Linked DNA regions of Rattus norvegicus: region 1 is linked to region 2. A link is a contact called in public Hi-C data. All regions are on one chromosome and are shown on one strand. The core of a region is the stretch at or near the end of the contact, and the rest is flanking DNA. Distances in the headings are between cores, read along the strand shown. Region 1 overlaps Ptprd (protein tyrosine phosphatase, receptor type, D). Region 2 overlaps Ptprd (protein tyrosine phosphatase, receptor type, D).

Region 1 (4,743 bases), core at 513-3,012, 150 kb after region 2:
CATTTAAAAATATTTACAATTAAAAACACCCTTTAATTCTCCATCCCCCTGTGTCTTTCCTTCACAAAAGAAAATTCCAGGCAAGCACATTTACAGCTTTTAGCAATTTTTAACTGGACACAATCTGACAGCTGAATTCATGAAAGTGACCAGCTTGTCAATTTCACACTTTGAAAGTACAATAATAGATGATAACATGCGGGTGAATTTAAAAAATCTGTCACAGAATTGCTAGCTCCGTTGAAAAGGACAGTACAGTACATGATTATGGGAGGCAGGAGGCAGGGGAAATTTTATTGTCCATTTAGGAGATCTGTTTCAAGAATTTGGATACAGAGCATAAAAAATGTGCTTCCTTTTGGTACAATATGGGGCCATAGAAGAGATCTGTTCAAAGGAAGATGCTTTCCCTTGAAGATCAATAGTGCTTTCACAATTGGGATCATTTAAAGATTCGTTTAAATCAGAATGTTGTGAGTTTGGGTGTACCATCCTGGATTTGCATCAAGTTGAGACCTTGGTGTGTGCACTCTGAGACAGAGAAATAGGCACACCACCAGAAGAACCTCTGGTTGAAGGGAATCAGCGTAGTTGTGCTACAGACGGGCAAAAAAGAATACACCAAAGTCTGCCTTTGTAGCTAATTACAACCTCAAATCCGTGAACTAAACAGTTACTAGTTACTAAAGGGCTCAAAATGTGTGAGCTGCTGCCTCTTACTTCCCTAGCATTAGCTATCGGAGCACGTAAAAGAGAAAAGATAAACAATTTAAGAGCAAATACAGGGCCAGTGATCCCTTTAAGGTGCAGATTGTAGATGTGGTTGGGGGATATAACCCAGTCAAGAAACCCAGGCAACAGGAAATGTTAGGCAAGTAGAGTAGTGGGGGGCGAACTGGAAACAACACAAGTGGGTTGTGATAGTCCGGGTTTTGAAGAATGGCACTACTATTTGTAATTTAGAACACACGATTGATGAAAACCAAGCTCATACTTACAAAAAAAAAAATCTAAGCAGAACAAAAACTGACTTCACTTGTTAAAGATTTAAAATAAAATCAACATCGCGGAGAAGAACCAGGGCAAGTTTTTGTTGTTGTTTTTAGCATGTCTATGGAAAAGCCTACTATCAGCGTGTAGCAAAGCAAAGAATCTTTGGTTGGTGGCTTTCTTTTTGAATTGTTTCCTACTACTTCAACTCTTCGTAATAAATTATGCGTTTCCTTTCCCTGGTACGAGTGTGTGTGAGTACACCAGATTCCCGCAGCAGAACTAGAGCTCCTATCCGGCTACAGAAAGCGCTCCAAACAATCCCCCTCCCACAGGCAGCCACGGACCCTCAAGTGCCTCCTATTTTTCCTTCTCCGCACCAGTTCAGAGCAGAGAATCAACCAAAATCGCCCTCCAGAACGGGCCGCTGCCGCCCGGGGCAAATCGCCGAACCGTGGCTGAGCAGAATCCGGAGCGGAGTCGCTCCGGGCACTCGGCGGTCCCGGGCTAGGCGGGCTCCGGGCTCCAGAACCCGGACGGCTTACCTGTTCACGTCGGCTCGGGGCAGCCGCCGCCCGCGCGGCTCCCAACACCGCGCTCCAGCCCTCCGAGGCCGTGCCGCCTCCGGGCGGCTGTTCAGTCCCGCAGCCGCCGCCGCCCAGCCCGCGCGGCAGCCGCAAGTGGCGAGTCCGCGGGAGTCCCGGCCGTGCTGCCGAGCGCCCCGCCTCCCTTTGCCAGCGCCGTGTCCTCGGCCCTGGCGCCCGCCGCTCGCCGCCGCTCCCGCTCCTCCCGCTGTTCCACGCTCCTCCCGCTCCTCCACGCTCCTCCGCGCCCTCCTCCTCCTCCTCGCGCGGCTGCTCCGGCGCGCTGCTGGGGGGTCCGGCCGCGTCTCGCCTCCTCCCTCCGCCTCTCCCGTTTCCTCCTTCCTGCTGCTGCCGCCGCCGCTGCTTTTAAAGCAGATTCTTTGGCCACAAATAGCAACTCGGCTGCCCCCCTCAGCGCCTCCCTCCGGTTCTTGTCTTCTTCCCCCCAAAAGTGAAGCGCGAGCGAGATAACCCGATACTGAGGCCCGCGGGGGTGAGAGGGGCGGGCGAGGGGTGCCTGCAGCTCGGGAGTGGGGTCCGGATTGCACTGGCCGGAGCCAGGACGGAGTGGCCAGCCCACACCTAGAACCTGGCGGGAACCTGGCGGTCACAGTTGCCGGCGAGGTGGCTCGGTTGGGGAAATGAAATGAGGGAGCTCAGGAAAGTAATTTTCTAGGCTTCTCTCTTTGTTTCCTTGTCTGGGTGATTTCTAAAATCCTCGTAACTGCTGGAGATCCCACGGAATCGCTGTGCCCAGCGCTTGGGGATTGTGTGTGCGTGCCGTCTGAGCCCGAGTGTGAGTGTGGGTGCGTCCCGGGCGGGGAGAGCCAGTCCGCTGCGCCCGCTGGCGAACCTTCAATCTGGACCTCACTTACTGAGGGCCAGACAGCTGGAGTAAGGAGGGACAGGCTGGAGAACTGGGCGAAGGGGCGCGTGTACACACACACACACACACACACACACACACACACACACACACACACACACAAACACACACCACAACACACTCGAAACACAGCGCGTGCGCGCGCACACAAGCAGGAGAGAGAGAGAGAGAGAGAGAGAGAGAGAGAGAGAGAGAGAGAGAGAGAGAGAGAGAGAGAGGAGAAGGGGAGGGGGCTGGGTGACGTCACTCCCCAACATCCTTCCACCCAGCCAGAAAAGACCCTCTCAGATTCACTCAACTCATCCTGGTGCAGGCACATGCACACCCGGGCGCTTCCCGCTCTGCTTCCTGAAGCACAGGAGGAAGAAAGGCTGGTCGCGCCCTATTCAAAGCAGTTGAATAATACAAGGGGCGTTCATTGATGAGACTGAGTTGTGTCTATCCCAGTTCACCTTGGCATCCTCCTTCTTGGACTTTTCTGTAGGATCCTTACTTTGAAGGCAGAGAGGAAGGAAGGGAAGTACCCAAATCTTGGTGTGAAAACTCCTAGGGTGCTTTCAACTACTTGCTCTTATGTTAGCAAAGCACTGCTCTCCGGCTTTCCTGAAAGACAACAAAAACCTCTCCAGACAGGCACCAATGGTTGGACCAGGGTGGAAAAGGTGCCTGGTGCGGATTGCTAGCTAAAAGACGTGTTTAAGCTTCTTCCTTACTCATATGATCTCCAGCATGTGGGGGAAGTCAGCAGCTGGAAGCCTCCACTGGCAACCAGCCCATCAAAATTCATTAGGAACACCATGAGAAAGGTCAAGTGAAGCGAAGCCTGGGCCTTCAAGCCACCTCCACTGCTCATTCTGTGTTCAGGCCAGCCAATGCAAACAGCACTTACTCCTGCAGACTCGAACAGTCTTGGAAGGAGCAAAGGTAAGCAGACCTCTTTAGAAGCAACCTAGTGGTCCAGTATCTAGCACCCTGACTGTCGTCTCTAGCTGCCTGTGTATCTGCTTCAGTCCTCTGCATGCTGTGCACTTGAAAATTACTGAATGGATGGTCAGTATTCCTCTTGTCCTGTACACTGCAAAACGAAGGCATACCGTTTGGAAGGAGTCTTATGAGATGTCGTTTAGTTTCTCAACATGTTGGGAGTAAAGAAGCACCCTCGACCAACTCTCCCTTATTGTTTTTTAACCTCCATTTCCTCCTCTTTGAATGGTTAGCCTTACAGTGAGAACCACAAAGAAGTGCATTATTGTGCAAGTTCCAAGCCATGTTTAACCAAGTTTTGGATGGAACCCACTGAAAGCTTGAACAGAGACAATGAACTGTCTAATCTCTCTGCCCTCAGAGTTAATCTAGAAATCTGAGCTTCTTGGTAAATCACTCTCCTCCAGTATATAAACTACAGATTGTCTCCCTTATTGGCACATCCTCCCTCATGAACTAGTGACCCTACTTTTCTCATCTAGATGTTGGAAATACCTCCTCTGGGCATTGGAAAGACAAGGTGCCTTCTGCCTCCACATCTGACCTTGCTGATCAGAGCCTACTAGCAGTGAAGCCTGACTACTCTGGGTTCATGGTCTGGGAAGTACTCTCTTCTCCAACTAGGAGCTAGAGAACTCAGTACTGGCTGTTGCCAAGGTGAGCAACGTGGATCACAGCACGAATAAATGGCAAGCCCAACTTCTTCCGCACCAGAAGGTCCTAGATGTTTGAGTCCCTATTATAACCAAACACATTTAAAAAAGGAAATAGAGATCTGAGTGGCATCTCGTCTCAGCTGTTACTGTACAAAAGAAATGTAGACAAAGGCAGGGTAATGCTGCTAAGGAAGGCAAGATAGGATACACAGACACATCCAAGTAGAAGTGAGTGAGATTTCGACTGGACACACACACACACACACACACACACACACACACACACACACACACACACACACGGCCACGATGGTAGCAAATGCACTCAGGAGCTAATGCTGCAGCATCTCACACAGCAGCTGGGCTGCTTGGTCTTCTGGATATTTTAACCAAAGAACACTAGAGGTGGGTGGGTTTCTGATTAGTCTCATTTCATCATTACAAACAAGGGAACTTCGTCTCTGAGACTGTAAGGTTATACAAGGTGTCTAAAGCAGAGGTAATATACAAATTCAGGAGCCTTTGCCCCCTTCCCCTAATGCTAAAATATCCACAGTTATCTTTAAGTTCTGGGTCAAGTAAACTGGTTTTCCAAGTCATTATTGAACAACATATGTAGATTGTTTAAAAATGATAGCCATTT
Region 2 (4,508 bases), core at 581-3,080:
CCAGCTTATCCTCCCTGTCATGGCCTGAACTCCAGCCAAACTTAACTTCAAAAAAAAGTGTAAATGAGAGGAAAAGTGGGACAGTTGGGAGAGGCAACCAGGTTAAGAAGTAATAGGTATTCTGTTCTGGAAATCAGAAAGGACAAGTTTTCCCATATTCTACCTTATGACATAAAGTCACATGGGTTTTAAGATAGACAAGGGGACGCCCTTAGAAGGTACATAATTAAGACTAAGCACTGCAAGGAGATGAATGAGGCTGTATTTTAGAAAGCACTCCCCAGAGGGGACATGGAAAACACTCCAGGATCTCCAGGTTGTGAGCTCTAACTGGAAAGCAAATCAGATCATGGGCTCTCAAGTATACTTTCTTCTCTTTTGTTCCATTTTCATTTCATAAACAATATTCAAAACATCCACAAAAATGGGGAATACATCCTATCTTCGACTTTTATTACAGTTGCTCTGCTTTGGGAGGCTTATTCTTGGTCTCACCCACCTCAAGATTATCAAATTTGTGTTCCTCCTACAGGGTCAGCACACTAATTCAACAGGAATGTTTTATCACCAACCAAAATGTATTTCTAAACCTAACTACTCCATATTTTCAAATTAAAAATACAAACAGACAAATCTTTTTATAAAACCAATTCCCCAGAGTTACAATACCAAGTAACACACATTGCGAATTTGAATTAGTTAGGGAATATAATATTTCACTTTTGCATCAGCATTTCTAGTACAAAAAGAATGAAAGAAATCAGTAGCAAATTATAAATAGGAAAGACCCATGTTCTTCCCAGACTAGAGAGCAATTAAACACTTCTACATTGAGAGCAAAGAAGGATCACTCATCCTGCTCATAGTGAACATTTCTCAGGATGGTATATGTGCATCTATACAGAAGATATCTTTATAATTATAAAATAAATATAATTCTTTTTCTTAGATGAGACAGCAGCCATAACTAAGTACTGGAGATACAATAAGCATAAGTCTCTAAATTACTAAATAATAATATCTAGGATTTACATTTGTTTTCTGAACTTTATTCTGAGTAGAGTCATCACAGCCATGTCAATAACAACAAAGAGGCTGACTATGCCGCACAGTGTCACCAGTGTGTCACTGCCAAGGCCGATGTCCATTTCAATCTTACTGTGCTCTGACTGCTAGGCTGTTGTATCAACTTGAAATACAAAGTACTCAAACTGACCAAAAAGAAAGCTAAAAGCCAATTGCCAATCGAGAATTTCATTATTTCCATGATTATTTTCTAGGGGCACCTAATAAAAGATAGCATCAAATGAAAAAGGCAAGCCTCACATCTAAGAGATCAACCAACTTATTGCAGAAATTCTTCTGAAATAAAATACACCAGGATTTTCAGGGAGCTTTACTTATTTTTCCTGTTAAAGCAAGCCCTTGCTGCCTTTCTTCTGCATCATTAGTCTGATTAGAATACTGTAATTATTGGATTAGTAGTTCATTCTTAAAGAGATTTTCACACTTGAACTAGCTCTTCCACAGCCCCTCCTAATAAAGTTACAAGATCTACCTGGAGCCCTCCAAGCCTGCCCCTCCCCCATCCCTTTCTCAGACTCAAGGGGACTCTGCAGTTTCCAAAGCACTTCATTTAGTTAGGAAGCAGTGATTATACAAGGCTTTGAACCTGAGAAAGAAAATACAATCCCAAGGTGTGAGTTATACGAACACATGCCCCGCAGGAACAATCCGTCAGTTTCACAGAAGTACCCAAGCAAAGCACAGCAGCCTAGGGAAGCCCACTGCCAAGTCCAGCTTGTCACTGGAGACGCTGCAGCTGCTCGCTTTAGCAGACAGTGTTAAGCAACCGTAGCCAGGTTCGGATTGCACTGATATTGTTGATGGACTGCAGTAGCTACAGTTCTATGTCAAGAGAGCAGAACATTCCTACGCCACAGTTCCCATGGGATGGACGGAATAAAAGGACACTTCTTCACAGTGTAGATGCCTCAGCTGAAGAAGAGCATGGATACATGAAACAGTACTTCTTAGAGAATCAAGCCAAAAAGCAGTTTTACTGTTTGTTAGCAAGGGATCAACTCCAATCAATTAATGTTTTAATTGCCTAGACTAATTAAGATAATGAACAACAGTGAGCCTAAAATCAATTAGCTTTGTCCAGACTTTCTATTTTGAACCGAGGGCCTGAAAGACTTCTTTTGATTTTTGGCATTTTCTTTAGCTGCTGCAGTAAAATAGGTGGGAGCAAGTTACAGGTGATCTGGCCCCTCTCTGCCTTCAAGAAGCCTGCGTGGTTAGTTGAATAATTCTCTGGCCATAGGAGCTGTGTTACAGGATAGGCAGGAGATAGCGAGAACTGCAGGTTTTAAACCAAATCATGTCTCTCTAAAGCAATCAATGGCCAAAGACAGCAATGTGTCCCTATGGTCACCTGGTTTCTATGATTTAAGTTACTTCAAAGTAAGCACGGGAGACTATAAAGTCTCTTTCAAATTCCACCAGACAGCAGTATTTTTTTTTTTTATTACACAGACTGAGACATTCAGATTGCATAAGAAATCAGGACAGAGAAGTGTGGGGAGCCGAGGAAGTCTGGAAGGATTTGAACAGTATTTGCACTAACTAGTAACGACAACTTCCTCTGAGGACAGTCTAAGAGTACGCACCTACAGAGCCCGCCTACCTGCATTGGCGGACTTCTCCCCTCTGTCCTAAAGGTAACAGAAGCTGAGGTTCCAGCTTGCTTCTCGGTTGGTGCTGCCCCAGCAGAGTCAGCAGAGCCAACATAACCTGCGCGTTTTTGTCAGATTTCTAGGCTCAGGTCATATAGGATGTGTCACATAATAAGCAAGCCCCAGACTCAGAAAGAAGGACCAAACTGCTAAATCCAACTTCGGAAAGTCTGTGGTCTGGGTCTTCCTCACAGAGACAAGGTTGTTTAATCATAGTCTCAAAATAATATTAGTACTATAACACCAATAATAATATAATTCATGAATCATCAGCGCCACCATCATGAGACACATATTACAGCATTCATATCTTTCACCTCACATCTCCCTCAGCTTTTGCATTGGTTATACTAGCTGTTACTTGCTTTTTGTGCTACTCAGAGTTCTGTACCAGACAAGTTACCTGTAAAAACCAACTTAAGAGAAGAACAGGATTTTTTTTTTTTGGCTCATGGCTTTTCTCTGTGGAGGATGCTAAAAACCCTCTTTTTCTAGCACTGGGTGAGGTGGAGCCTCAGGAAAGGGCAAAATTGTTCAATTGTGTTATCTGGGAGATAAGGTGTAGAGTGGCATCCTAATAATCCCCAGTGACCCATCTTCATTCCAACACGTCCCACACGCTAAAGGCGCTACCCCTGTCCATAGAGCTGTAAGTTAGGAACCAAACTTTCTTAGGACAACACTGAGTCCTTGAACAGGACTCTTCGTGCAGTGCCCACAGTACTAAATTGCCCACAGATTGCAGTGCTAAGATTTTACACCTTATGTATGAAGCCACCTTGAACCAGGCAGAATAACTGATTATACTCTGGGAGCCTTAAGAGGCGCCTCTGCCTAAGAAAAATACATGTGTTAAGCTATGTGAAATCCACACCTGTTCCCCATTCAGCCAGTCAGTAACTGACAGCCAGCTCTGTGTCAGGCGATGTGCACATAAGTCATGCAGCATCACTTCCCACCTGTTAGAGCTGCTGTTACCAAGCAGATAGAAGAGAACACGTGTTGACAAGTATGTGGAGTTCAAGGGACCCATGCGCAACATTAGTAGGGATAGAAATGAGCACAGTCATCATGGAAAACAGTGGATAAGTTCATCAAGCACAGCAGAAAAATAGAAGTACTTTATGATCTGGCGAGTCCAAAAGAAAGGAATTCAATATGGTGCAGAGACATCACCACATTACTGTTTAGGCCAGCATCATTAGTCGAAGTCACAAAATGTGATTCACCTTAAAGTATATCAATATATTAATGGGCAAAGGCATTTGGATAATATGAACCAAGAAATGCTATTTAGTCATCAAAATGAATGAAATCTGCTCTTCACATTAACATGGTGTAACCTTGAAGACAAGAACCAGGACACTGAAACAATACCAAGGGGCCTTAATTCACTCACACAGTCTAAAATCACACCGTCACATGGCTAAAGAGTATAATAGTTGGGGCAGAAAGCAGAAAGGAGGTAAAACTGGATTGGCATCACTTGAAAGAAAGACGGGTTCATTTACACACATTCACATTTATAGGAAGATGTCTGCAGTAAAACAATGAGAATACTGAATAATATCTGGTGTTCTTTAGAATGCCAAGAATGGAAATTAAGTTTTCAAATCAAAAAAGGTATTGATATCAGATAGTTTAGTGTCACTGGGCCTGCTCAGATATTCTACAAGATACATATACCTCAAAATGCACAATTGTAACTTCAAAAATAACACAATAATTTAAAAGAGACCTCATCTAGGTATACTCTAGAGAAAACCAAAG

The links. Hi-C and Micro-C count contacts between places; a contact is called where the count stands out from the background.
Region 1: a contact with region 2 is called in a Hi-C map of psoas muscle, with 2.9 times the contacts expected there. The contact joins two enhancer-like sites.

The regions. Positions count from the first base shown.
Region 1 is chr5:95,594,164-95,598,906 of GRCr8, forward strand. The region is part of intron 10 of Ptprd (protein tyrosine phosphatase, receptor type, D); the gene reads right to left. Among named protein-coding and RNA genes, the nearest start is that of Dmac1, 1.3 Mb to the left of the region's middle. Within about 2 kb of position 1,763, at least 55 of the 93 cell types and tissues checked have an H3K27ac peak or open chromatin away from gene starts, as enhancers often do.
Region 2 is chr5:95,441,686-95,446,193 of GRCr8, forward strand. The region is part of intron 11 of Ptprd (protein tyrosine phosphatase, receptor type, D); the gene reads right to left. LOC134486943 (a long non-coding RNA gene) reads right to left here. Exons shown (of 2, transcript XR_010066537.1): 2 at 715-4,508. Among named protein-coding and RNA genes, the nearest start is that of Dmac1, 1.2 Mb to the left of the region's middle. Within about 2 kb of position 1,831, at least 12 of the 93 cell types and tissues checked have an H3K27ac peak or open chromatin away from gene starts, as enhancers often do.